Linked DNA regions of Gossypium hirsutum: regions 1, 2 and 3 are each linked to region 4. Evidence: chromatin contacts called from public Hi-C data. All regions are on one chromosome and are shown on one strand. Each heading gives the region's core, a stretch centred on a gene start, on an enhancer-like site or on the middle of the called end of the contact. The rest is flanking DNA. Distances are from core to core; before and after follow the strand shown. Region 1 holds the start of LOC107915063 (probable pectate lyase 1). Region 2 holds the start of LOC107914890 (dihydroxy-acid dehydratase, chloroplastic). Region 3 holds the start of LOC107914891 (chalcone synthase 1-like). Region 4 holds the start of LOC107915058.

Region 1 (6,688 bases), core at 3,387-5,886, 220 kb after region 4:
ATGTTAGAATATTAAATATGCCTCCTAGATGTATTAATGTTAGAGCTAGTGCTCAAGAAGATAGTATATCTTCTGTACCTTCTGTACCACCACATAGAGTGAATATACCTGAGGAGGGTGTAGGCCCTCTGATGGAAGCCATGATAGAAGCATTTCAGTGAATTGCTGGTGCTAACCCTACTCCTGCACCTGCCAATCCTGCACTTGTTAGCCGTGGGTTACCGCTTGAATGTCTTCAGGCATTGGGTGGTAAAGAGTTTTCTGGAGTAAAATGTATTGATCTGACCGTAGCTGAGTATTGGTTGAAAAGAGTTGAAAGGATCCTAGAACAAATGTCATGTTCTGACGAGGAAAAGTTGGGTTGTGCTGTGTCCTTATTTGACGGTGAGGCTTATTGTTGGTAGAATACGGTTAGGAGATGTACCGTTTCTGATAGATTGACCTGGAATTACTTTATTGAGGTTTTTAAGAGGAAGTTTATGCCCGAGTATTGATACTTGTGGTGTAATTATTGATACCTTGCAAAAGGTACTGATATTTTTCGATGTTTTGAAATTTGGCGAGAAGCAAAATGCTAGTTTGGTATCGATTTTCTAGGTGGTAACGATACCACTTAAAGGAAATATTGATACCATAGAGACGGTATTGATACCTACGTAACATTTTTGGGAAAATTTGCTAAGTGGTCCCAATGCTCGAGATATGTACATCCTATGCTTGTTTGACGTATGTTAGTATGATTAAACGCTAAACTAAGCTTGCATGACTTGATGTTCTCATAAATGCTAGATTAATTAAAGTAAAATGAAACTGCATGAATTTCAACTCTGATAATTACAAGGAAATCGATGTGAGACGATAGTGTGACTTCTCAATATTCGACCTAGCGTCCAGGCCGAGTATAGGGTGTTACATGTCTCCCCTAAGTTTTTCAAACCCTAAGTATTTAACCATTCTTTTTCTATTGTGATTGGAATTGCCCTTTTCAAAATTCTAGTGAAATTTCTCTCTATCTTCTTTTTATTTTCTTTACCTCACCTTGTACCATATTTTTTTATCTTTGTGTTGGTGACTCTTTTACTTTCCCGTATTAAATTGTCCTCGTTCAATTGTTCCCTATCAGAGTTTAGAATTGATGGCTATAGCTTCTGTAATATTTGCCAAAAGTCAGTAAGTATTTTTCATTTCAACGATGAAGATCTCGTAATTTTGTAATAGTATTATCTCACGTTAATATTTAGGTTCGAGTAGTCAATCTATTTGAAATCTTGCCAAATCTTTTGCAAATCTTGCCAAAACTTGATATCAATAGTTAATTGTGTGTATTTGTCATTGAAGGACCGAATCTAAGTGAATCGAATCAAAGTTGATCGTGGGAGGCGTCAACTGGACCCATGGTGAAAGGTGTGTGTCTTTTCCAAGTGAATCGATGGTGATCGTATGTAGGTTTAAGGCCACACGGTCTCTCACACGGCCATCATACGACCATGTGCACTTGTAGATTTTAAGGACTTCGTGAACTACACAACCTCAGCCTGTTACACGGTCGTGTCCTTGTAGGGTAAAATTATCGCTTTTCACATAGCATCAGGCTGTTACACGACCGCGTAACTTCTGTTTTACAGTTTTACCCAGAATTTTGTGAATTATTCAGTTTAGTCCATGTATAGTCTTTGAATTGTTTTTAGAGTTTTTATAAACTCAATTGAGTCTCTGATAATATGTTCACTCAGGAATCTATGATTTAATGACTGAATTGTTATTATTATATTGTATAATATGTGAATGCTACATGCCTTCTATAATACTAACAAACTGTTAGTGTTAATGTTGTTACCGCTCTATTGAGTACATGTTAAGCATGTCTACTGCTAGTGTTGAACTAAATACATGTTAAGCATGTCTACTGCTACTGTTAAACTAAATACATGTTAAGCATGCTTATTGTTTTTGCATTGTTCTGTTACAAGTATGTCATATTGCATTGCATGGGGTGAGAGGATATAAATCGAGGAAGAGTGTCAGTTTAATACTTTTCAAACAGTGGTGGTTCATCCACAACATAGTGACAATTTATCTGCAAACTTTTTTTATATGAAAATACTAGTGGTTTACCCACAAAGTTTTTTTTCTTAAAAAATAAGCAAATGTTTTAAAACGACTATTTTATAAACTCCGATAGTTCTACTAGGCCATTCCGGTGGCCAATATAATCTTCCGAATTCGACCGTATTTGGGAGGTTACATACCTCCATATAATATTAACCTAAATTTAAAAAAATTGTTGTTAGTTTATAGAAAATCAATTCATATTTAAGAGATTTTTTTGTACAATTATGATTTTTTTTACAACTATGATTCAAACCCAAACTATTCCTAAAAAAATGAACACCCGATCAATAGACCATAACTTAAGGTTATTATTATTTTAGTCTAAACAAACATATAGAATCAACCTTATTATCTCTCATTAAATTAGTGTCTCAGTTCTGTTAAGAAAATGATGTCTCAAGTTAAATGATACTGATTCACATCAACAAATATTAATATGATTTTTTAAATATATATATATAATGATTATAGAATAGGAAATGTAATATTTTTAACATTAATGCGATGTATGGTTATTAGTGTTAGGGGTGAGCAAAATCTAATTCGATTCAAAAAATTCAATAAAAAATTCAAATTTTGAATTAAATAGTTCGAGTTATTTGAGTTAATCAAGTTATTCGGATCAACTTGAATAAAAAAAATATGTTTTTTGGTTTAACTCGAATATGAATTACACAATTCGAGTTATCCGAAAATTCAAATAAGAAAAGGCAAAACTACGTCGTTTTGATAAATGTTTATCTTTTCTAAAGTTGAAAGTCAAAACCATTAAGTTAAAAGGCAAAACTACGCCATTTTGACAAATGTTTACTCATTAAGTTAAAAGGCAAAACCATTATATTGTTTATGTAGTTAAATAATCTTATACTTCATCTACTAGTTAAATAATCGGTCCATGTAAACGCAACATTGAGTATAAATAATAGGATTCATTAAATTGACTCAACTTGACTCGAATCGAAAAAATTCAAATTGAGTTCGGTTGCTAAAATAAGATTTGTTAACTCGACTAACTCAAAATTTTTTTACTTGATTCGACTCGATTCGATCAAATACTCACCACTAATTAGTGTAATACGATGAGGAAAAGGATTATTTAATGAGTAAAAAGTTTTGTGAAAAATAATACATTTTCAAAATAAATGACAAATTGTTTTATCTACATCATGAGAATGTCTTAAAATTAGACATGGTGAAAAAATAATATCACATAAAATGACGATAAAAAGAATTGTATTTAAAGATTTATAAAAACAAATTATTAAAAGCATCTAAAAATCAAATATCTTTTAGAATCATATCTACTAGTGGGTGTCTAAATATGTTACTTAAAATGATATGTAAGAGCCATGTGAAGAGAGAGAAAATAGAATATCATTTTCGTATCCTTTTAGTTGAATCTTGTTTGGAGTCAAAATCCCCTCACTTCCTCAAGGCCGTGATTGGCGCACACGTAACTTTGCTACCACCAAAATTCCAATTTATTTCTTCTTCTTTTTTAAATAATAATTCTTCTTAATCCCTCTACTCTCATAACGTTTCCTTAACTTAATCTACCTGTTCTCAGTGCAATAATATATTTTTATAAAAAAAATTTATCAATTCTGATAGGAACTACCAATCACAATAATATCTGGACTAGAATTTTTAAATCAGAAAAGTAAGAGGGTTGAATTTTTAACTTTTAAGAGTTAATTGCACCAAACTATTACCTTCATTCTAAATTGGTTCCTAAACTTCAAAATGTTCTAATTACTATTATTGAAATAGTTAATTTAATCATTAAATGACATGTAAATTATTATGTGAAATAATTTAAAATGAAAATTTTAAAGAAAAGTAAAATGTTATTGCGTAACTTTTACAATTAAAAACTAAAAATAAAGTAAAACCGAACAAAAAGAGAGTGAACGATTGTTTCTGTAGAAGTTTCAAAAATCTCAACACCAAGATCTTTACAACATCCATTTTTACAATATATATTTTCTTAAAAATTTTCATTTTAAGTTATATCACATAAGATCTGACACCTCATTTAATAGTTAAATTAACGATTTTAATAGTTTAAGGATGTAATTAAAACATTTTAAAGTTTGATGAACAATTTAGAATGAGTCATAGTTTCAGGATGTTTAGAGCAAGTATATTAAATTTTAAAATATAAGGACTAAATCTAAAATTCTATAAAAGTACAGAGACTAATAGCATACTTTAAGCCAATATTTATTAATGTGGTTTAATTAAAAAACACATCATTTAATGCCGCAAATTCAGCAGGAAACTGTGTGACATTCTGCTCCCTTCTCCAACCGTACGCCCGTAATATCTGACGTGGCATTATCCAACAGTTAAAATAGTAAAATTATACTTATTTAACCCTGGTGAAAATAGAGTGCGGGAGAGAGACAGTTAGTGGCGGTTAGGTGACTTAGGTTATTTGGTTAAAGTAAACCTACCCAAAAAATTCCAATATTTAATATTTTGGGTATATAATCGGCGTCGTTTGGTCTTTCTGTTTTGGTGTTCACTTTTTTTATTTTTTGCTCGTGGCTCTATAAAAGCCGTTTGCTTGGAGCTTGTACTCTTGACTCTCCCTGCTTCACCATTTCCTTCTTTCCTCTGTCTCTCTCTCAATTTTTCCTCTGTTTGGATAGAGAGAAAGCTTTTAAGTACCGAAGAAGCGGAGAAAACTGCAATGGCGGCTTCCAAGAAATGGTTTTTAGCTTCTTTAGCTGTTCTGTTTTTGTTTCTTGTTGGAGCAATGGCCACAGTACAGACCAACAACGATTCCAGGTCTTTCTCTTCCTTCAACTCAGTTTTCAAGCTTTCTCAGTTTTATTTTAGTAAAAGAAAGAGACAGAGAGTCTCCATTGTGTGTTTTCTTACGGGTTTTCGAATTTGCCTTGCAAAATTGTTGCCTACATTATGTCATTTTATGGTGAATTAGAATACAAAAACTATACAGAATTGTCATTGTTTAGATCTTGAAAAATAGTCTCATTCTCAGAAAGAAAAAAGAACTCTTCCTTTTTAACGGATCCATTAATATTCCCTCTTCAAAAACTTAATACGTCGAAAACGAGATTTCAGAGTCCTCTTTTTTTTTTCTTCAAAAAATGCTAACTGAAAATGGAGCATCACTGCAAAATACTAGAAAATTTCAATTTTCATTTATATTATGTTTATATATTTTTACAGCACTGTGGAGATAGAGAAGCTGCAGAACTCAAAAAACTCAACAATGGCAACTAGGTAATGTAGAGCTTAGAACTAGCCTTCTTTTTATTTATTTATTTATTTTCGTTTTCTTTTTCCAATTCTGATCATCCCAGCCGTTATGTTTATCTCCGTTTAACCATGAAATAACGATCCCATCCGTAGAGATCCAGATCCTTAGATCTCAACCATTTACTCCGTTACTCAATTCAATTCCCGTATATAGAAAAAAAAAAGATTGTATAATGAGGATTGAGGAAGGGCATTTTATAAATTCCCGTCGAGGGGTCCACACGGGGTTTCTGTTTCTTACCCCTTGAAAAACACTTTTGTAACGGTTTTGGAGTACTGTTGGTGGACGACACAGTGAATCCCCTTTAAGCAGTGTGTTCCATAGAATGATTAATCACCAACGAGAATAAGAAAATTAAAATGAAATATTGAGAATAAATTTTATTTAATTGGAATTTGGGTTGGTGTGATTGGGATTTCAGGTCAGAAGAGGTTAAGGTCTTGAATGAACATGCTGTGGCTGATCCAGAGGCCGTAGCAGCCGAGGTTGAGACCATCATTGACATGTGAGTCTCTATAAACATTTCTTTTGAATTGCTAAATATGTAAATAGAGAATGTAAAAGTTGAAGCAGAAAGATTCCCTTTTTTTTTTTTGCCAAAATTTCATTTATAATTAACCATAAATCAAATGGATTCCAATCTTATATGTTGATGTTGTTAGTTTACTCCCGACTCCACCATTATGGTCAGATCCGTGTCTAACGGGCACGACCCTTTTCAATATTTCTTGCATCACATGACCGTATCATTGTCTTTCCAATAGTACCTCGAAGTACAAATTTTTAATTCAAAGCAATTAAACTCTTTATCAACCTTACTATAATTACAGTTTTATTGCATCACATGACTAATTCTCTCTTCTTCATGCACAACCAGTCTTTTATTTACCTCATTATTGATTTAAAAGTTGTAATATGAAGGAAGCAGGGTAAATGGTAAGTTGGAGGATTTTTTATTGTCCTTATTCTTGGTGTTTGCTGCACACTGGACCAGCTAAATAAGATAAACAAACAGACTCTTTTGTCTCTTTTCGTTAAAAATGAAAAGAAACAGCATGTCCTACCCGTTATACCTGGAGTGAATGACCCTAATGTCCTTTCGAAATAACAAAATTCTACATCATGTTTTGTCTGCTTATGCACTATCTTTACAAATTGGGATTAATTTAACTCCCACCGACAATAATTTACAAGCCCATCTAGTGGTAAAATCAAAGATGCTAATAATTTTGGTTACAAGCTGGAATATTTAGACCATATGACAAAAGTCTGCGTAGTAAAATTTAA
Region 2 (6,909 bases), core at 3,771-6,270, 160 kb before region 4:
CTTAAAGCAATGGCTGAGCGAGGAGGCTTGCAGGGTTCTTATTCTCCTAAAATAATATATATATTTAAATATTTTATAATTAATAAAAATTTAAATTAACAATGATAAATTTATACTTTAACCTTCTAAAAACAATGAAATTATATTTTTATTATCGTAAAAATATACCATTTAATTTTGATCCCCTCAAAAAATTTTTTTAACTCCGCCACTAACTTAAAGGTGTTTGTAGAAACATATTTGAATAAAAAGAAGTAATTGCTTTTGTTTGCCTAAGTTATTTGAATAAAATATATCTTGATTTGAATTTAAAAGTGATCAAATTTTTTTAATGATTTTTATCTAAGTTTAAGGAGGCTTTGGTATGGTTGGTTAAGTTAGAGGCTACGTATTTGAGCATTCAAATTTGAGTTTCATCATACGTAATTGTAACAGTAGGTCTTTAATTTTAACATAGGTGTGTGATATGGATAGATTTCGTCAATTGTAATAGTTTGATTCTACGTTATAATTGCTCAAACATGTATCTGTTATTTTTTTATTGTATTTGTTGTAGTAAAACTTTTTTTAATTAATGTGATTTAATCTTAAATTAATTCCTAAACTTGGATAACAATTCATTAAATATTGCAAAAAAAACTTTATATGAATATTTATATATTATTATGAAACTAAGAAAATTATTGTAAGAATAAATGAGAAGAGTGAACAAAAATGAAAGGATAATTCAATTTTCTACTTGGAAGACAATAAGTTTATACATGTCCTTTATTTATAGGATGTTAATCACCAAAGGTTAAAAGCATAAATAAATAAAAATTATGTTACCCTATAAATTCTTTAGGGGCTACGAGAGAATAAATTATTGGGCGAGGCGAGGCTTGTATAGACATCCATTTATCAATGGATTTACAACACTCCCTTTTAGATATCTATCAACAAAAATGTGTCTTGGTAAAACCTTATTAGGAAAAAAACATGTGTGATAAAAACCTAATGAAGAAAAAAGAGTGCACAATCTCTTATAATAACTACCTTGTTAAAAACCTTTACTAGGAAATCCTAGTGTGACAAAACCTTAGTTAAAGGAAAAGAGTACAATATGTTTTAGCCTCCCCTTAATGGTAATATGATATTAAATCTTTAAGTTGTTAGTTTCCAATCTTGTATGCTAATCATTCAAACATTGTGGTTGGCAATGCTTTGGTAAAAAATCTGTCAAATTATCTCTAGTACGAATTTGTTGAACTTTTATGTCACCTTTCTTCTCAAGATCATAAATGAAGAATAATTTTGGTGAAATATGTTTCGTGTTGTCACTTTTGATGTAACCACCCTTTAATTGAGCTATACATTGACCTGTCGTCAAATGTAGTAGTTAATTCGGGTCATTTTTGCACTAAAGGAGCTTGTTTTATAGCAAATTTAGTATTTTATATTACGTTTCTGGTATTTAGAACTTAAAATTAAATATTAGTAAAAGAGGTGTTTTTAACACATTTTGTGAGTGTTGTGACCCACTAGTCTGACATGGGCCTTAGGTTGTGCTAATATGTGTAATTGAGTGTATAGGATGAAGATTTATAGGCCCAATTGATGTGGAAGCAAGGGACGAGTGATGCACAAGCTTCTCGGGATGTCAAAGCATAAAACGAACTAAAATTGGCGTAGAACATGTCGTGTCACACCATAACCCTTGCATAGCGCAATAAAGGTCAACTTGCCACCCAAGTATGTTAAGGCTATTTTCGTCTGCACAATCGACTTTATATAAAGACCTAGGACATGTTAAAGACCTAATTTGGACTGCTAATACTTTTATAAATAAGACATTAGGAGTTTGATGTAACTAAGTCGTCTTAGAAGCACTAAAAACCTCTAGTAGTTTAGGAGTAGGATTAAATTAATTTTCTTTCGGCTTTTCTTAACTATTTGTTTTTCCTTTTGGAATCAGTTTCGATCTAAGGCTCCGTTTGCTTCACTGAAAATGGCTTCCGAAAAATGATTTCTGGAAAATGACTTACTTTTCTAGAAAAGCTAATATTTTCTGGTGTTTGGATGAATCTGTGTAAAATATTTTCTTTTGTTTCGCAGGTTCTTTAAAAATATTTCATAAAAGTCATTTTCAATTAAACAAACATACATTTGAGATTTTTTTTATTTTTTCATTGTTTAATTGAGTTTATTTTATATCTATAATTTTATATTTTACATTGTTTTTACATATATTAAAAATATTTTGTTAAATTTAGGTTCATTGCAACGATTATTTTTTAGTTACATGACTACCAACTGAGTATTTTTTATTTAAAAATTTGACTTTAACAAAATTGACAAAAAAAATCAACAATGTCAATAGTTGGACTTGATTTTTAAATCTGGAAAGTACAGGGACTAAATTCTTGAAAATAAAAGTACAAAAACTAAATTGCAAATTTGTGAAGAGTATATAGACTTATGACATATTTTAACATTTATACTACAAAACATTTATTATTAATATATCTATAATTGTAATAAATATTTAGTATTAAAATATTAATATTGATATTTTCAATAATATGTGAATAATATTATTTAAAATTATTATTTTTAAAATTTACTATTAAAATAAAATTTAAATATTAAATAATTTATTAAAAATAATAAATTATATTAATAATTTATTATATGACTAAATATAAAAATTAAATACGTATGTTTAATAATATTAAAAAATATAATATTTTATATTAATATTTTAAATATTTTAAATATTTTTAAAAATAAAAATAAAATTTATTATCAATATAATAATATTAAACTTGATTTAAGTTAATTTTTATATAAAAGTAAAATTATCTATTAAGGAGTTTTTTTCCGGAAAATGACTTACGCTTTTCAAAAGAGTAAGTCATTTTACAAGAAAAAAGGCTTATTTTTCGTTGACCTGTAAGTCATTTTCTGTTGACCAAGCTATTTTCTGTGAAACAAACACAGGAAAATGCAGAAAATATTTTCCGTAAAACCTTTTACATGTAAACAAACGGACCCTAAGAGTTTATTTATTTTATTAAAGTATTTCAATTTATTTCTTCTATTTGCACTCCACATATTTCATTATTCCAATCAATCAATTTGCTACTCCATTCTCCATTCGATATCAATCCATGATTATTCTAATCTTGTTTCTCTTTCGATTCAATCGTGCTCTTCACTTGATTTATTCAATTGAGATTGAGATTATGAATAACATGAATGGCTAATCCCTTATGGGAGATTAATGAGTGGATGGGGATGTGATTAACAGAGGATTTAGGGTTTCTCGAGAGGATTAGTTGGTATAGATTACGTGTTCTTAAACCACTAGGCTTGACAACCATAGGAAGTTATCATAGGTTAGACGAGGTTGGGAGATAAGCCAAACTGAGTAAATTGTAGTTTATTCTGGTTGAGAAAATAAGGTCAAGAGATAAGCGAGTATCAACCGATCGATTAATTAGTTAGAGGTCGGGAGGTAATAATTGGTTAATCAATAGCTAATCCACCCTAAAACCCTAATCTAAAGATAATTACAAACCCTAAAGCGAGTTAATCTTCCTGATTGATTTATTGATTTAATTCATTTGTTTATTTTTCATATTTAATTATTTTTCAGATTATGAATAACATGAATGGCTAATCCCTTATGGGAGATTAATGAGTGGATGGGGATGTGATTAACAGAGGATTTAGGGTTTCTCGAGAGGATTAGTTGGTATAGATTACGTGTTCTTAAACCACTAGGCTTGACAACCATAGGAAGTTATCATAGGTTAGACGAGGTTGGGAGATAAGCCAAGCTGAGTAAATTGTAGTTTATTCTGGTTGAGAAAATAAGGTCAAGAGATAAGCGAGTATCAACCAATCGATTAATTAGTTAGAGGTCGGGAGGTAATAATTAGTTAATCAATAGCTAATCCACCCTAAAACCCTAATCTAAAGATAGTTACAAACCCTAAAGCGAGTTAATCTTCCTGATTGATTTATTGATTTAATTCATTTGTTTATTTTTCATATTTAATTATTTTAGTTATTTATTTTTATCTCATTAATCTATTTTATGGTTTGTCGGAATATAAGAATTATTTACTACTACTTAGACTTATTATTGTAAGAAAATTTTCATAATTTATGCTATCCTCCATTGGGTACGATCCTCAGAATACTTTCAAGTGTTTCGTTGTAACTAAACTATATTACAAATTGACTCGTGCACTTGCAGACATTGCTGTTCTAAATTCTTATATATTTTTTGGTGTTATATTTTACTATAAATGATAGGCGGTCAAGTTGTTGACACCATTGCCGGGGAGGGTTCGACAATAAATCTTGAATATATATATTTTTTACAATTAATAAGATTAGTAAGAACATTAAAACCTATAGATACAATATTTAATTTTTGTTTATTTTTTTTTATTTTCTAGGTCGTTATGACCCGAAGTTCCAACACTCCAATCGAACCATACCTAGATTTGAAGCAAATCATTAGGCGCAATTGTCAACTCATGAACACCAATCCACTTACGGTAATTAATTTACCCTAGGAAAATTCTTTATTTAAAGATTCACGAAAACAATAAGTAAATGACTGAAAAGAAATCTCAATGGATCAGTGAATGTTGCGTGAATATGCCCTACCTACATTAAATGCGGTATGAGAAAGCATAGCAAAGTCGACAATCAGCTAATAATTTTGAAATAAAGCCAACCACGATTCAATGGTTTAAAATACGCTGCAATTTAAGGGAAATATGATTTATCATTAGTGTTCCCATTATTATTAGTTGACCGAAAATGTAGCTTCCTCACACAGAACTTATGTCCCAGTATGATATATTTATAAATAAGTATTTATTTAAAAAAAACTGCCATAAAACTGGTATAGATAAAAATGAAATATAGAATCATTATCCGCTTACCTTATTTTGTGGCTATCTTTCAGAAGATAACAACAGAAAAACGACACACACACGCGCACATTACCAACCACAGTTTTGACCGGCTCTCCTCTTCGTCTTCCATTTACCCATAAACTTTTTTATGCAATAAATAAAATAAACGCATTGCCCTCTCACTCCTCTCTAAAGCCACCCTTATTTCCACTCCCTCCGCCGGTTAGTCCCTCTACTCTGTACCACGCGCCACCGTGCTCTATACCTTAATCTAAACTCATCTTTTTGGGACCCACACGAAGATTTGTTCTTGTCCTGTAACTTTAAATAAGCATGTGTATCAGTGCATGGTACCTGTGTCTAGCAGTCATTCCTTACAAGCAACTAAGTAAAGTGTAGTCAGCTTTTTTTTATCCCCTACCTTAAACCCATCCCCCGCCGCCATGCAAGCCACTATTCTAACCTTACGCACCACTGTAATCCCCACGAATAAACCACTGACCCCTCCTCCAAACCGCCGCCGATGTCTTCTTATAACGGCACAATCCCAAGCAGCCGTAACACCCGACCCTCCCTCTCCACCCACAGTAAAACTCAACAAATATAGCTCAAGAGTAACGGAACCGAAGTCACAAGGCGGGTCCCAGGCGATGCTATACGGGGTAGGATTATCAGAAGACGACATGTCGAAACCCCAAGTGGGGATTTCGTCGGTGTGGTACGAGGGGAACCCGTGCAACATGCATTTGTTGAAGCTGTCGGACAAGGTGAAACGGGGTGTTGAGGACGCTGGGATGGTTGGGTTTAGATTCAATACGGTCGGAGTAAGCGATGCGATTTCGATGGGGACGAGGGGAATGAGCTTCAGTTTGCAGTCAAGGGATCTGATTGCTGATAGTATTGAAACGGTTATGGGTGCTCAGTGGTATGATGGCAATATCTCTATTCCCGGTTGTGATAAAAATGTAAGCTCTTTATTTCTAACTTTGCTTCTCCTTTTCTTTTTAATACTTTTGTAAGCATTTTGTGTTTTACTTTTCCTGATTTTGACGCTATATATGAACTTGCCTTACTATGAAAGGAAAAAAAAAAGAAAAGGTAAATGTGATTTAGTTATATGCTTGTCGCTTTTAATTGTGAGAAAGAGAAGAGGAAAGAAAAGGATGTAAACTGCATTTAACTCAAGAGTGTTCTTTATCTGGTTTGATTGAAAAAATAAAATTGATTTGAAGTGATCAAATTAATTTAATTTTTAGACATTTTCCCATGGGCTCTGATTGTTTGGACTTTTGTAGAGCTATAGAAGTAGTTTATGTGTTAATGCAGTTGTGGTTCATTATAGTTCAACAATCATAAACTATGGTCTGATATAGGTTTGCTTTCTCAATTGTGCATTCTATTAATCTAATGCTAGCTAGTTCTTTAGATGCCAGGTACACTTATTGCAATGGGGAGGCTCAATCGGCCAAGTCTTATGGTTTATGGTGGAACTATCAAGGTTTTCTTCTTTGCTTTGTCTAGTTCAAGTGTCATAAATGGGCTACTCTCCTTCTTTCATTGCAAATGGCTCATTTAGTCTTGATATTTTATTAGTTTTGCTCTTAGAACACTGTTGTAAGTTTTATTCAGAAAATCACTGCCACTGTTTTAAAAAAATCTAACATTCAGAACCTATCAAATACAACAAGGCTATAAGGATTGGTTTCAAAGTGGAAAGCACTCATTCTCATGAGTCATAAATGCTGTATTCTTTTGTACTTTCCCGTAAACATTACGTGTTCATTACATTTCTTATCAATGCATCCAACAACGAACAAATGGCTAAATTGACTGGGCGTGGAATAACGTGTAGATATGCTGGCAAATATGTTATGCCGAAATATATTATGTCCTTGTACGATTGCATGTCAGAAATGAGGTTTATTGCAATCTGTTGCTCTGCTTCTCCCTTCCATTGTTCATTATACATCATATAGCCATTTAACATACTATA
Region 3 (6,883 bases), core at 3,909-6,408, 180 kb before region 4:
TACAATATTGGGCTCATATATAATAAAAATTAAGTCCAAAACTCGAATTAAAAGCCTAAAACTCGTAATTCCTGTCATAATCATGTTTAGAAATTCTACTCGTGCATTCTTTATAAAAATAACTTGAGCTCTCGAACTCGAAAATTGAGTGATTCAAAGTGCGTTTTGAAGCTAAGAGATAGATCCTATAACACCATGAAGACATCTCAACCCAGAAATGTCTGGATCCCATCCAAAAAGTCATCGCAAGTCTGTTGAATTCCCAAGCTTGAAAATTGGCAACTTTGGTGAATGGAATTAAATAAATTTTACCCCATCCGTGCATGTATCATTCCCCCTTTCCTCGAAATGATTTGTCCTTGAATCTTGTTTTTGATCAAATCTTGATTTGGTTTTCTTGGCCTTTGACATTCTTGTTGGGCCTTGAGGTAGTGTGAGCCCATTACATCCATGGTTCTAAAATTGAGCATTGAGACTCGCATTATCTACCCTTTTCCTCAAGAAGATTCGTCCCTGAATCTTTAGTTGCACAAAAAGAAAATGGATTGGAAAATATAATAATAAAATGAAAAAAAATACTTACCTAAACTTTCTTGTGTGTCAAAACTATCTCCAAGATCAAAAATATGACCAAATTAGCATGGATCAAATATCTCTCCTTCAAAAACAAACCATCGACACTAAATAAAGAAATATTAGGCACATGAGTGTTCAAATAAAAAATAACTTGTAACTTTCTTTGAATATACATGGTCATCCATAAGAATTTCCAACGATGAGTCAATAATTTCACATAATTATAAAAATCAAGAATGTTAAGATTGTGTAAAAATTCATCGTTAAAGGTCAAGATAGAAAATTTTGTTGTAAGAGAAAATATATAAAATGTTTTAGTAAACCTATCTAGTGCAACATAATTACTATTTTTAACCTTTACAAATCTAGATAAACCCATAAGATTAATTGAACTTTCAGACCAAGGTTTAATGAAATTTGACCAACGAGAAAGCATGCCTTAAGGAAAAAAATCAATAGCATACTTATCAAAAACATTTATTGTATGTCTTCTTAAATCAATTTCTAATGTTTCCTTACCTTTCTTACCTTATAGCACTTGTGGAGAATTATTAATATTTAACTTACCTCTCTCCCACAAGTAAAAGTGTCAATCGAGGTTAGAGTAATGTAATTGGAAGTCCGTTAATGGATCCTTAAAATCATGTGACAAGGAAATACCACTAGATAAATTCGAGTTATGGTTAGTTAAAATATAATCATTCCTCACTTTTGCAGGAATATTTTCTTGTTTTTCATTTTCTTTTCCCACTTGAGAACTCTCCAATTTTACCTCATATGTATTGTTACTCGCCAAAAGTGGACCATCAAGTAGACTTTTATCACTCAAGATCTCTTTTCTCTCTATCTTTTCAATTTTTTCTTCCTTACTTCCCATATCCCCCTCACAAGTATTATGAATATTCAATTCAATACAATACATCTTAGTAGGAGAACATGACATTTCTATCTCATCTAACTTAATAGATTCAAGGAAAAAATCATTACAATCATCTTTTTTCGATTCACAAAGTTTGCCATCAGAAATCTATTTTCCACTAGAGTATGAGTCAACAAAAGGTATAAAGTCATACTTACTTTCTTCTCTAGTTGGATATTTAATTAGACATTGGAAACCCTTATGATCTTTTGAACTACACCAATAACATTGCACAAAAGCTGATATTTCAATCGTATTCCTCTATTTGAATATTTAATTGGACATTGGAAAGCCCTATGATATTTTGAACTACACCAATAACAGTGAACAAAAGGTGATAGCTCAATTGTCTTCCTCCTTTTGTTTGGCCCTCTCCCCTTGAATTGACAAACTAATTTATGATCACCTTATGATCCCCTTGAGACTCGCATCACACATTATCTATTAATAGTGTGATGAATATTTTATTATTATAAAGTGGATGTCCATTAGAATAAAAAGTTTGATGTACTTTAAGACACTAATATCCATTAAGAATAAATTTTATATCATTTATATTTCTTATATACATAAATATTGACTTTAAAGAAGTATTATAAATATTTCTATTGATGAATACATACTTTTCTTTTGTTATCCTATTTTTTTATTATGTTAGTTACTATGTTTTATATTTTATAGCAAGTTTGAGTTTTTACCCCAAACTCAATAAATACATTGGCAAAATTTAGCTCAAGAATCATCTAACAACCCAATCATGTTAGCCCAGAACAATAAATATAGCTCACCCAAAATTTAGGACAACTGTAGCATCTAGTTGGCTTCCCTACTTTGTAGCTTATGCAAACAAAGGAGTGGACTCAGTAGGAATAACAATTCATGTGTAAAAAAAAATAATTAAAAACATTTTATGGGAGAATAATACAACTGTTAGCATAAGGATCCATAGGATATCTTTTTTATTTAATAGTAAGTATAGATAGATTAATAGACTGTGATATTAACAAAAGCTAATTTTTATTTTGGTAGAATAGTTTGCAAAGGAACTTATTATTGCCATAAATTTAATATAAGTTGATACATGAATTGAATAGGCGTTAAGCTTCCCGCCCACACCATCAAAGACCTCTAGTCTTTAACAATAAACACACAAATTCATGGGATTTAAATAATCTAAAAAGGAAAAAAGAAGAAGATAAAACTGCAAGCCAAGTGGAGCACGACCAATTACTTAAAAAGCATGTTTGTTTAACTTTAAGCAGCAACACTATGGAGCACAACAGTCTCAACAGTGAGGCCAGGTCCAAACCCAAAGAGCACTCCCCACTCCAACCCTTCTCCTGTGGTCTGAAGCCCATCTTCCCTTGATTTCTTCCTCATCTCATCCAAAATAAATAGAACACAAGCACTTGACATGTTACCATACTCTGAAAGAACGTGCCTTGTGGCTCGTAGCTTCTCTGGCTTCAGTGCTAACTTGGCTTCTACCTGATCTAATATTGCTGGACCACCAGGATGAGCAATCCAAAAAAGGGAGTTCCAATCGGATATCCCCAATGGTTGAAATGCTTCTACCAGGCTCTTTTCTATATTCTTCGAAATAAGCCCCGGAACATCCTTAAGAAGGTGAAATGTAAGCCCAACTTCACGAAGGTGACCATCAATTGCACCATCACTATCTGGCAAGATCGTTTGGGCTGCTGAGACTAGTTCAAACATGGGCTTCTCGATTTCGGGCATGGGGTCTGCCCCGATTATAACAGCTGCGGCACCATCACCAAACAATGCTTGGCCCACAAGACTGTCTAGGTGAGTGTCACTAGGTCCACGGAAGGTAACAGCGGTAATCTCCGAGCACACAACAAGTACACGAGCACCTTTGTTGTTCTCAGCTAAGTCCTTAGCCACTCGGAGCACCGTCCCCCCTGCGAAGCAACCTTGTTGGTACATCATGAGGCGCTTAACGGACGGGCGGAGGCCCAAAAGCTTGGTGAGCTGGTAGTCAGCCCCAGGCATGTCCACACCACTAGTGGTGCAAAAGACAAGGTGGGTGATCTTGGACTTGGGCTGGCCCCATTCCTTAATGGCCTTGGTGGCTGCTTCTTTGCCTAGCTTTGGCACCTCAACTACCACCATATCTTGCCTAGCATCCAGTGAAGGAGCCATGTATTCACATACATTGGGATTCTCTTTCAAAATCTCTTCTGTAAGGTACATGTATCGCTTCTTGATCATCGATTTTTCACCTAAATAATCAAACACAATAAACTTACTTTTAATTCTCCCAATTTAGCATATAAGAGTGTTTTAACTGATTTTTGGTCCCACTTCACTTGATATGGAAAATATCAGTTTAGGTTCTCCCCTCAAAATCCATTGCTAATTCAGTTTATAATATTATATAATACATACTGTCATTCTCTATCTCATAAAAGCTTCAATCGTTAGAAGCTTTTAGGTGGGTTATGGGCGGAATAATGGAGTCTTAGGACCTTTATAAGATTCTCTTCTAATAGGTTATTTAATAGTTTGTCTAACAAATATATTTATTTTAAAAAATATTATAAATATTAGACTATGCAGATTTATAATTTGAGTAAAAAATTTATTTAAAAGTATATTTATAAAAAAATTAAAAATTATAATTGAAATGATAAAATTAATTTTTTAAATTATAGAGTTATACGTTAAAATTCCGTAAAAATATTATAATATAAAATATAAAAGACAAAATAATTTCAAATTAACATTTATTATTCATCCAAAAAATTAATATTTATATTCTTTGATATAATGCTTGAAACTATCCATAATACTTTCTAATCTTTAAATATGAGGATAAACGAACTTTAATGTGCTCGAATCCACATTTTTTTGCATTGGCAACAATGTCAATACCAATCAAGTTAAGACTCAATCAACTATATAATATTTGAAATCATAAAAATAAATAAATATATAGTATTGTAAAAAAATAAAAAAAATTATAAACTAAAACAATTAACAACTTACTAATATTTGGAAAAAAAACTTATTAATTCACTTGTATAAATTTCAAATTTCTAATCAAATCCTTAATCTGTTGGTAGAAAACGTGAAACTAAGATTTGAGACAAATTAAGTCTGTAGAGTTATATGATTTGAATAAATGTGCTTTACAAGAAACGAACCTAACAAACTTCAATCTAGTTTTTTGGAACCAAAAAACAACTTTAATCTATTTTCAAGTCAAACTATATACGTAGCTAACTTTTTTTCCATCAAAGCATTTGCATGAAAATGAGATGAACCATGCACATTTATCTTTCCCCTCTTTTATTTTCATGGCCGAATCATGTATGAAACACAAAATTACCTTACGTTTGTATATAAGGTAATTTAGCTTTTAGATCAAAGTAAAAAACTTACACATGCGCTTGAATTTCTCTTTCAACTCGGTCTTGTGCTCACTATTTGTGATATGGAAATAGTAGTCAGGGTATGTGCTCTGATCAACACAATTAGGTGGGGTTGATGTGCCGATGGCCAACACGGTGGCAGGGCCTTGGGCACGTTGAGCCTTACGAACTTCTTCCACGGTCACCATTCTTTTTCGGATGATCAAAAACAGCCAACGGTGGTGGGTGTGGAGTTGGACTAACCTGCTATGCTATGAATGGTAAAAAGGAACAAAAGGTGGTGTTGACAGTCCAGAGTTTGGTCCTATAAATAAGATACGGGAGCTTGGGAGAGGGTAGTTGAGATTCACGTGGTTGAGCCCATCTAATTCTAGCCTCCACATTTCTGTTGGTTCTCACTTACCGCTTCATCAAACTTTTTTCAATATACTATGTAAGGATTGTACCACGTTCCTTCGCATCTGTCCATATATTTCAACTAATTCTTTTAACTATTAAATATATTTTAGATGGTGAAACAAACTTAAAAAGTCAAGTAAAGATTAAAAAAGTATTCTTTTAACTTCTAAATATATTTTAACTATGCTAATGACGTTCAAAGAGTGTGAGCATAATTTATGACAAAAATGTTGGAAGATATTAGCATCAGTTTGTTCACGAAAGGGGCTTGAGTTTAGCTTAAATATTAAAAATATATATAAGTAGAGCTCGGGCTTAATAAGTATCTCATATCGTAAAATATTTTTAAAAAATAGATATTAAAAAAAAGAAAGACACATGTTAAATTCTTAAAGATTGTTTATGGAATAAAAAAGATACACTATCAATGTACCAAATATTAAGTCTTATATAATATGTATATGAAAGTTATAAATTAATATTATAGCATAATATATTTTATTTTATAAATATGAAAATTTTAATAACATTTTATGTATTACTAGCTATATACATATCTAGTAAAATATTAGTATAATAAATAATACATTGATATTATAATTTATATTATTATATTTTTAATACTATATTGAGTATATTATAATCTACCATATATTGTAATTATGTTTTATTATATCATGAATTTATAATATATAATAATATAAAATTTCATTATAAGAATTATTTGTGTTTAATTAAATGTATATAAATTTTATAAAAACTATGTGTATATAAATATTGTGATGATTAATATAATTAATAATTCAACACCATATCAATTTAACTAAATTTAGCTGAAAGGTTTAATATATAAAATACAGATTAATATATTATGATATAATCTATCATCTATTAATGTTTTTATATATGAACGGTGTATTATCATATACTATAATATTTTTTTGTTGTAATCAAGATATTCATCATTGGTAGTAGTGATTAATCTCCTCGCTGCATGTGCTCTCTAAAGAACTAAGCAGTTGGTCATAAAATATGCTCCATTTCCATCAACAGAGATCGAACCCCCTACCACATGATTGAGAGATGAGATGAGCAATCACTACACCACACCTCATGCTTATCATAAATTATAATTTAATGTACAAGTAGCTATTCTTAGTGGCTAGCCGACATACAAGATTGTAGGTCAATTGACTACACAAAAGTTTGAAAAATGATTCTATCAAATTTTTTGAAATATAAAATATTTTCTAAAACAAATTATTTCGTAAAAAATGAATTCATCTTTGCACTTAGTAAAATCCAAAAAGTCCTTAATGCTTTTATTTTCTATAAAGCCCCAAAATTTTAGTTTTTGAATTGTTAAAATTTGTTAAGTGATTTAATTTGGTTTTGTGGTTAAGTGTTGTGTTTATGTGTGAGAGGTTCTGGATTTAAATCTCTTTCTTTCAATTTTTGTTCCAACCCCTATCTTTGAACATCTAACTTATAAATTATTTTCGCTCAATTATTGATAAGAATAACCTTGTTAGTTTAGTGGTAAAGCTTTAGCCTATCATGATAGAGGTCTTGTGTTTGAATATTATGTGTG
Region 4 (6,709 bases), core at 1,948-4,447:
ATTATAATTTTTATGATCGTGAAAATGCAATTTTACCATTTTAATAACTTATATCTTTATAATTTTTAAAGGATTAAATCAATTTTTATCATTTTTAGGGGGCCAAAGTGCAATTTACCTTTACTAATTTAAAATTTTAAAAATTTAAAGGGCCTAAATAAAAAATTTTCATTTTAAAGGGGGTCGAGCCCCTACCATACCCCTAGCTACGCTCCTGCTTCCCAAAACCTATCTAGCAATTAGGAGTGTGGTTGTTCAATGAAACTTTTCCCATGGTGTTGTAATTCATCTTTTCTAGGATTTCCTTGTCTATCGAGTTTAACCCGATTTTTCTCTTGATTGTATGAGCTTTCATTTTTAAACATTGATTTTAGATTTGGCATAATTGTAAAAAAAAAAACCCCATCAACGTTTGGGGGCTTTTGGTTTTGTGCCCTTAACCTCTCATTTTTATTGACACCTTCAACATTATGATTTCAGAAATCAGCCCAATTTTAACAATAAATGTGAGTTGTCTGTCAGTCAAGTGCTGGTCAACGAAGTAAGCCTATGTGACGTCATAGATGACATCATCCTTTTTTCATATTTTTCCATCTTCTTTCTTCTTCTCATTTTCTCTTTTTCCCTACGGTTACAATAAAAAAATTGCAATTCTCTTTTAGTTTCAACTCCACCATTTAACACCTTACTTTTCCAAAAGCTTCACTTACACTGAGATTCAACACCACTTTGGTATTTATATTATAAGGCATTCAAACAAAACATTTAGATCAGGACAGAGCTCATACTAATATCAGAATCGAATCAAAGGTTTGCTAAGCAGCTAAAACAACTCCATCGATTAATAAAAAATAAAAAAAATTGAGTTTTGGTTCTCAAATGCTCAAGATGCACACACACATACATAGCAGAAGGGTCACTAACCAATTCATCATTGCAATAAACCTCGAAAACACCGAAGCTTTGCAGAAAAGACTGCATTACATTCCCAAAAAGCCAAGCAGATGTAATGGACCCGAAACTGTTTGCACGCGAGGAATAATACCACAGCGGTGGTGTCATAATCCTAATCATAGGAAAAATCTATTCACTTGCCATCATAATCCCTACAACTCCAAATTGGAAAACTGGAACCACTTTCGAAAGCTAATGTTTCGGCAATGTGGTGGATAGTTATCAAGCATTACATCAATTCCAAGAAATTGGGCTTCTAACATCTCTATTGTCAAAATAGTTCCCCTGTAAATTTTCATCAATTACATGTTCAATTATCACTTGAGGAAAAATATCAACTATAATATCCAAAGAAAAGGAAAACATCAAAAGAAAAAAATCAAATAGAACCTGCAAGAGCATGAAGTGCAGAAATTGATATTCATCTTACTGCCATAGCTGATTCCTCCAATAGCGTTAGGTTTCTCAGAAGGAAAAAAAAGAAAGGAGATAAATTGAATAAGAAATTCAATTAAAATAATGGATGAATGATTAAAGTTACCTGTAAAAGAAATATCTAAGGTTTCAGGATTGAGTGGAGGTTTGGGTAGGTGGGGATGATGGTGGTGATGGTGTGAGTGAAGCTTTTAGAAAAGTGAGGTGTTAAATGGTGGAGTTCAAAATTGAAAGGGAACTACAATTTTTTTTTACTCTAACAACAGCTACAAGGAAAGAGAAGAAGGGAGAAGAATAAAGAAGATGGAAACAAAATGAAAAAAAAATGATGCCATTTATGACGTCACATAGGCTTACTTCGTTGATCAACGCTTGACTGACGGTCAACTCATGTTTACTGTTAGAATTGGGTTGATTTTTGAAAAAATTATAATGTTGAAGGTGTCAATAAAAAAAAGGTCAAATGCACAAAACCAAAAGCCCCCAAACATTGAGGGTTTTTTTTTTTTTATAATTATGCCTTTAGATTTCAAGTTCTTATTAACCAGCTGAAATGGAGGACCTTCAAGTAGAAGCGATCATACGTATTTACTCAATTTCTTTGAGTAAATTGTTGAAACCTTGTTTTGCAATGTAACGATCCCTCTAATTTTTTTGGCTGTTTAGAAGGGTTAATAAGGCTTGTTTGTTATCTAAGATTTTCTATTGGTGTATTGTCCATGTTCTCTTAAAGGTTTGCTATCCTGTGTTTCTAGGATCTTTTGTGTCTCTTCTAATGAAATGAAATCTACTTCTAATTTGTTCAAAAAAAAAGAATTACATTGATTGAGGGTGGGTTTGGATGGGAGACGAGATGCGATGTGTTTTGCTTACTTTTAGTCTCACTACAGTATCGCTACAATATCTAATCTCACCGCAATCGCTGTTTTTACACTAATCACAGGTAAACGCACCGTCCATCCAAACTCAGCTTGAAACAAAATTAAATGTGATATATGTCAAATAGTATGTGTGCATTCAAATTTTTAGCTCACATTAATTCGAAGTTAGATTTGGACCACCTTTATCTCCTATTTCTTATAAAAAAAACTTAAATATTTTATCATAATAAATAAAAAAATGATATTTATAGGTATTATAGATTACAATGCTCAAATTTTCTTTTATATATTTAGTGTAAGTTATAGATTTAGTTCTTATATTTAGATTTGGTCATTTTCAGTTACCTATTTTTTCTTTTTATAAATTTTGAAATTTTATTTTTTACTCAAATGCTATCCATTAAATTCGTTAAGTTAAATTATGTTATTTTCAAAATCTTATGCAGTAAATATATTATCACATGTGAAATGCCATGTGAGCTTGTTATTTTCACATAATACTCACAAAAAAAGTAACAACATTTTAGTTAATGAATTTAATGACTACTATTTGAGTCAGGATTGAATTTTAAATTTCATTGAATTTTAAATTTTGAAATGTATAAACACTAAAAATGATCAAATTGAATAACAAAGACTAAATCTCCTACTTACGCAAAGTATAGTGACTAATAGAAAGTTTTGACTAAACAAATTGAACTATTACTAATAGGATTAAAATTGAAATTCTAAAATTCAAAAAACACATGGACTAAAATTGATCAAATTAAAGTATAAAGACTAAATCTATAAATTAGGCATAGTAGAAGATTTTGAATGTATTAGAGCTGAAATCATGGTCTTTGAGGTGGGCCTATTCTAATACATAAAGTAGGCCCATTATCTTTAACAAATCCAATAATTGAAGGTTTTTTTTTATAACGCTGAAAAAAAACTAGATCCGACTCGACCTGATATCCAAATTGCCGACCCTAAAAATTTGAAAGGCACAAAAACAAAAGCAAATTGTGAAGGAAAAGATGAAGCGAAGCGACTCCCAGTCCCAGAAGAGTTGATGGCAATGACATTGCCTTCTTAGAGTTTTGAAGGATTCAACTTCTTCTGGAATTCGTGTCGCTTTTCTCGGTTCCATTTTATCACCAAATTTTGAAAAACATTATCTGGTAATGATTTTTAATATATATTTTAATTTTGAATGCCAAAATCCTCTCTGTTTATTTATTTATTTAAAATTTATCCTTTTCTGATGTACTATTTTATTTTATTTATTTAATATGTGAAATTTTGAAAAATTCAGTCTCGATGCTGTAATGTGTGTGTGTGTGTGTGTGTGCGCTTCTAAGATTTTTGTATAATTATTTTATTTGCGTATGTATGCTTTTGTAATTTCTGGCAGTGCACAGGAATTAATATTTATTGTTCTAAGAATTAGAATTTGGTGGAGATTTATCCAACATTTGCATTTTATTTAGTGTTTATTTTTTGTTTATAATCAAGCCACTACTTTTTATATCGCCTGGATACAGTAATTGAGAAAACTTTGTTGGCTAGGATTAATTATATGAAGCATAGTTATAATAATTTTGTTAATTTCGTTGCGCCAAAGCAGTGACTGGTCTGGTAACGAATCTCTTCCTAACAAGTTTTATATGTTTGTTGGCTTCTTTTCTTTCTCTTTCATATTCATGGCATTGCTTTTTGGTTCCATCCTTGTTTGGTATGTGAATGTTTAGTTGTTCAAAATTATGCTAAATAGGACTCAGTTTATGTTATTTGAAGTTATAAAATTGAGCGAGTTTTGCTTCTGTAAGTAAATTCTATGGCAAGCATTTAGTCTTGCTTTTCGTATCTCTATCCCTTTTTATAATCCTTTGGACTATATAACATTTTAAAGAAGTCTAAAGAGCAATGTAGGAATGTAATGTGTTAATTTGTTTCTCAGGTTGGTTACATTACTTATAAATTATATCATGAAAAGGTGACTTTTTCTGTAATGACATTTTAGTTTGGACTATAATGTTGTAAACTGCCTTGGGCTGGAGAATTTTTATAAGCAAATTGATATTTTTGTGATTAAAGCTTCATATGAAGTCAGGACCTGACCTTGTGTGTTTCAGTAGATGCAGCAAATGGAGGAAGTGGACATTGATTCAGTATTGGACATGCCCAACACTGTCGATAAGCTATCTGTACAGCAAATGAACAGATGGGATTATGTTGAACAAGAAAGTAAAATTTCAGTGCTTAGTCATTTGAGAGGTTCTAATACTGCAGGCAAAGAATCTTTGGATACGCTAAGGAGAAGAGGTAGGTTGGTTGTTGAAAAAGGACACAACCGAAAACATTATATACACCCACGAAAACTTTCAGGTAGTGTTGATGAAATTGAACATAGGAAAAACACCATTATCTTATCCCCCCTAGAGAATTCTCAAGCAAATGCTCCTTTATTTGGGAAAACTGCAGTGGAGAGAAGCAGGAATTCCATTACAGAGCACATGGATAAAGGAAAAGCTCCTTGCTCTAAGTTGCCTTTTAAGTCATCTGTATTCCAAGAAAATCATGCTGTTATAGATTTAACTGAAAAGAAAATGTACAATCAAATACCTGAAAGGCCATTTCCACAAGGTGGATCAACAAATCACTTAGCTGAAGGAAGAAAAGAATGTCAGCTACCAAGAATTGGTGGTTCTTTCTTTCATAACTCTGCAGACGGTTCTGCAAAATCCAGAAATAACTGCAAAGGAAAGGAGAAAATAGATGGCATAGAATTTAAAAGTGTAGGGTTGGTTATGGATCGTGGAAAAGGGGTGGATCCTTCCCATGGGTCCCCACGTAGAATGGAAAAACAATTGCCTGCATCTCACCGTTCTTTTGTCTCGCCAAGAGCAGTTGGGAGAAAAAAATTGGTTCAAAATGGCTGTATCTCTCCCCAGAATATAGCTATCAGGGACAAGACACTGGAAATTAACAAACAATCCCTAAACAGCTTTAAAGTTGAACAAAATTTTGGGAATGTGGCTAGCTATGGTAAAGGAAAAGGAGTTGTTTATTCTCACACACCTAAGGAGCATGAAACCAATTTCATTAATTTATCTGGGAGGTAACTTTTAATTAATGTTCTTCTCCAACTATTTTTTTTCCTATTGTCAATTGGATGCTTTCTTTTTTATTGTTGATTTATTTCATTTATTTTGTTAAAATGTTTGCAAAAGAGATGGCCAGGCTGGTACATTTCAGCCAAAAGCTTTTAAACAACATCCAATAAAAGGACAATGTAGCAGGCTTTTAGAATTCAGAACTTTTTTTTATTGATGTCCATAGTATTGGTCAGTTAATTTTTTCAATGCTTAATTCTAAGTAGAAGGCCCTTATGACTAAAATGTGTTGTCTTCTTGCTGCAGTCCTATATATAACAATATGGAAGCTAATGGTTTTGGTGATTCAAATAGAGATGCATGCTTTGAAGAAAAAGGTGGCTGGAGAAGCACACACTACCACTCAGACAATGCAGATCAGGCAGTTGGACATCATTTCATCAGATTTAATAATATACGATCCCAAGTGAGTCAACAAAATGAAAATATTGTTGTGAAAAGAGATAATGCTAGTGGAGGAAACAATAGGACCACATGTGATGGTCCAGAAAGTCATGATGCAACTGAAAAAGCTGGTGTGATTGTCTCAAAATTCAACCAAAGAAGTGAACCTTCTAGTGCAAAAAACATACTGCCTAAAAGGCAAACAAAACATGTATTGAACTCAAGAAATAGTGGTTTTGGTGATTCAAATAGAGATGCATGCTTTGAAGGAAAAGGTGGCTGGAAAAGCACACATTACTGCTCACAGAATGCAGATCAGACAGTTGGACATCATTTTAGCAGATTGAATAATGTACGATGCGAAGTGAGTCAACAAAATGAAAATATAGTTGTGAAAAGAGATAATGCTAGTGGAGAAAAGAACAGGACTGTATGTGATGGTCCAGAAAATCATGATGCAACTAAAACAGCTCCTATGATTGTCTCAAAATTCAACCACATAAGTGAACCTTCTCATGCAAAAAACATGCTGCCTAAAAGGCAAACACAACATGCATTAAACTCAAGAAATAGTGATGAAAGTGCTAGGGTCATTCCTAATGACTCAGACATTGTGTTTCTTGGTTCATCTAGGAAGTCATCTAGTTCAAGGTCATCTAGAATTAATGGGAAACATCTGGATGTTTTGGATCTTTATGAGTCATCTGAAATTAGAGGGGAAAATTCCAATAATATGGAGAATGGAAATGATGAGGACTCCGAGGATAGGGCAAGACAAATTGAAGCAGATGAAATGTTGGCCCGTGAACTGCAAGAACAATTATATCATGAGGTACTTATAGTTGGTGATAGCAAGGTTGATTATGTTATTATTTGACACTTTCTCCCTCCAATAGT

Evidence for each region. A called contact is a pair of places that touch in the nucleus more often than the background predicts.
Region 1: a contact with region 4 is called in a Hi-C map of leaf, with 2.1 times the contacts expected there. The contact joins the promoter of LOC107915063 here to the promoter of LOC107915058 in region 4. A contact is called at or near these places in 3 of 34 Hi-C or Micro-C datasets (leaf and petal).
Region 2: a Hi-C map of leaf shows a contact between it and region 4, with 1.8 times the contacts expected there. The contact joins the promoter of LOC107914890 here to the promoter of LOC107915058 in region 4. A contact is called at or near these places in 6 of 34 Hi-C or Micro-C datasets (anther, fibers, hypocotyl and 1 more).
Region 3: a contact with region 4 is called in a Hi-C map of leaf, with 3 times the contacts expected there. The contact joins the promoter of LOC107914891 here to the promoter of LOC107915058 in region 4. A contact is called at or near these places in 4 of 34 Hi-C or Micro-C datasets (hypocotyl and leaf).

What each region holds. Positions count from the first base shown.
Region 1 is chrD10:31,311,939-31,318,626 of Gossypium_hirsutum_v2.1, forward strand. It overlaps LOC107915063 (probable pectate lyase 1), which reads left to right and starts at 4,637. Exons shown (of 6, transcript XM_016844176.2): 1 at 4,637-4,905; 2 at 5,311-5,364; 3 at 5,823-5,906. The coding sequence starts at 4,808.
Region 2 is chrD10:30,932,737-30,939,645 of Gossypium_hirsutum_v2.1, forward strand. LOC107914890 (dihydroxy-acid dehydratase, chloroplastic) reads left to right here and starts at 5,021. Exons shown (of 14, transcript XM_016843942.2): 1 at 5,021-5,881; 2 at 6,343-6,414. The coding sequence starts at 5,360.
Region 3 is chrD10:30,911,378-30,918,260 of Gossypium_hirsutum_v2.1, forward strand. It overlaps LOC107914891 (chalcone synthase 1-like), which reads right to left and starts at 5,159. Exons shown (of 2, transcript NM_001327118.1): 1 at 4,904-5,159; 2 at 2,532-3,741. The coding sequence starts at 5,081. The coding sequence ends at 2,750.
Region 4 is chrD10:31,097,879-31,104,587 of Gossypium_hirsutum_v2.1, forward strand. LOC107915058 reads left to right here and starts at 3,198. Exons shown (of 10, transcript XM_041102334.1): 1 at 3,198-3,433; 2 at 4,388-5,373; 3 at 5,675-6,644. The coding sequence starts at 4,391.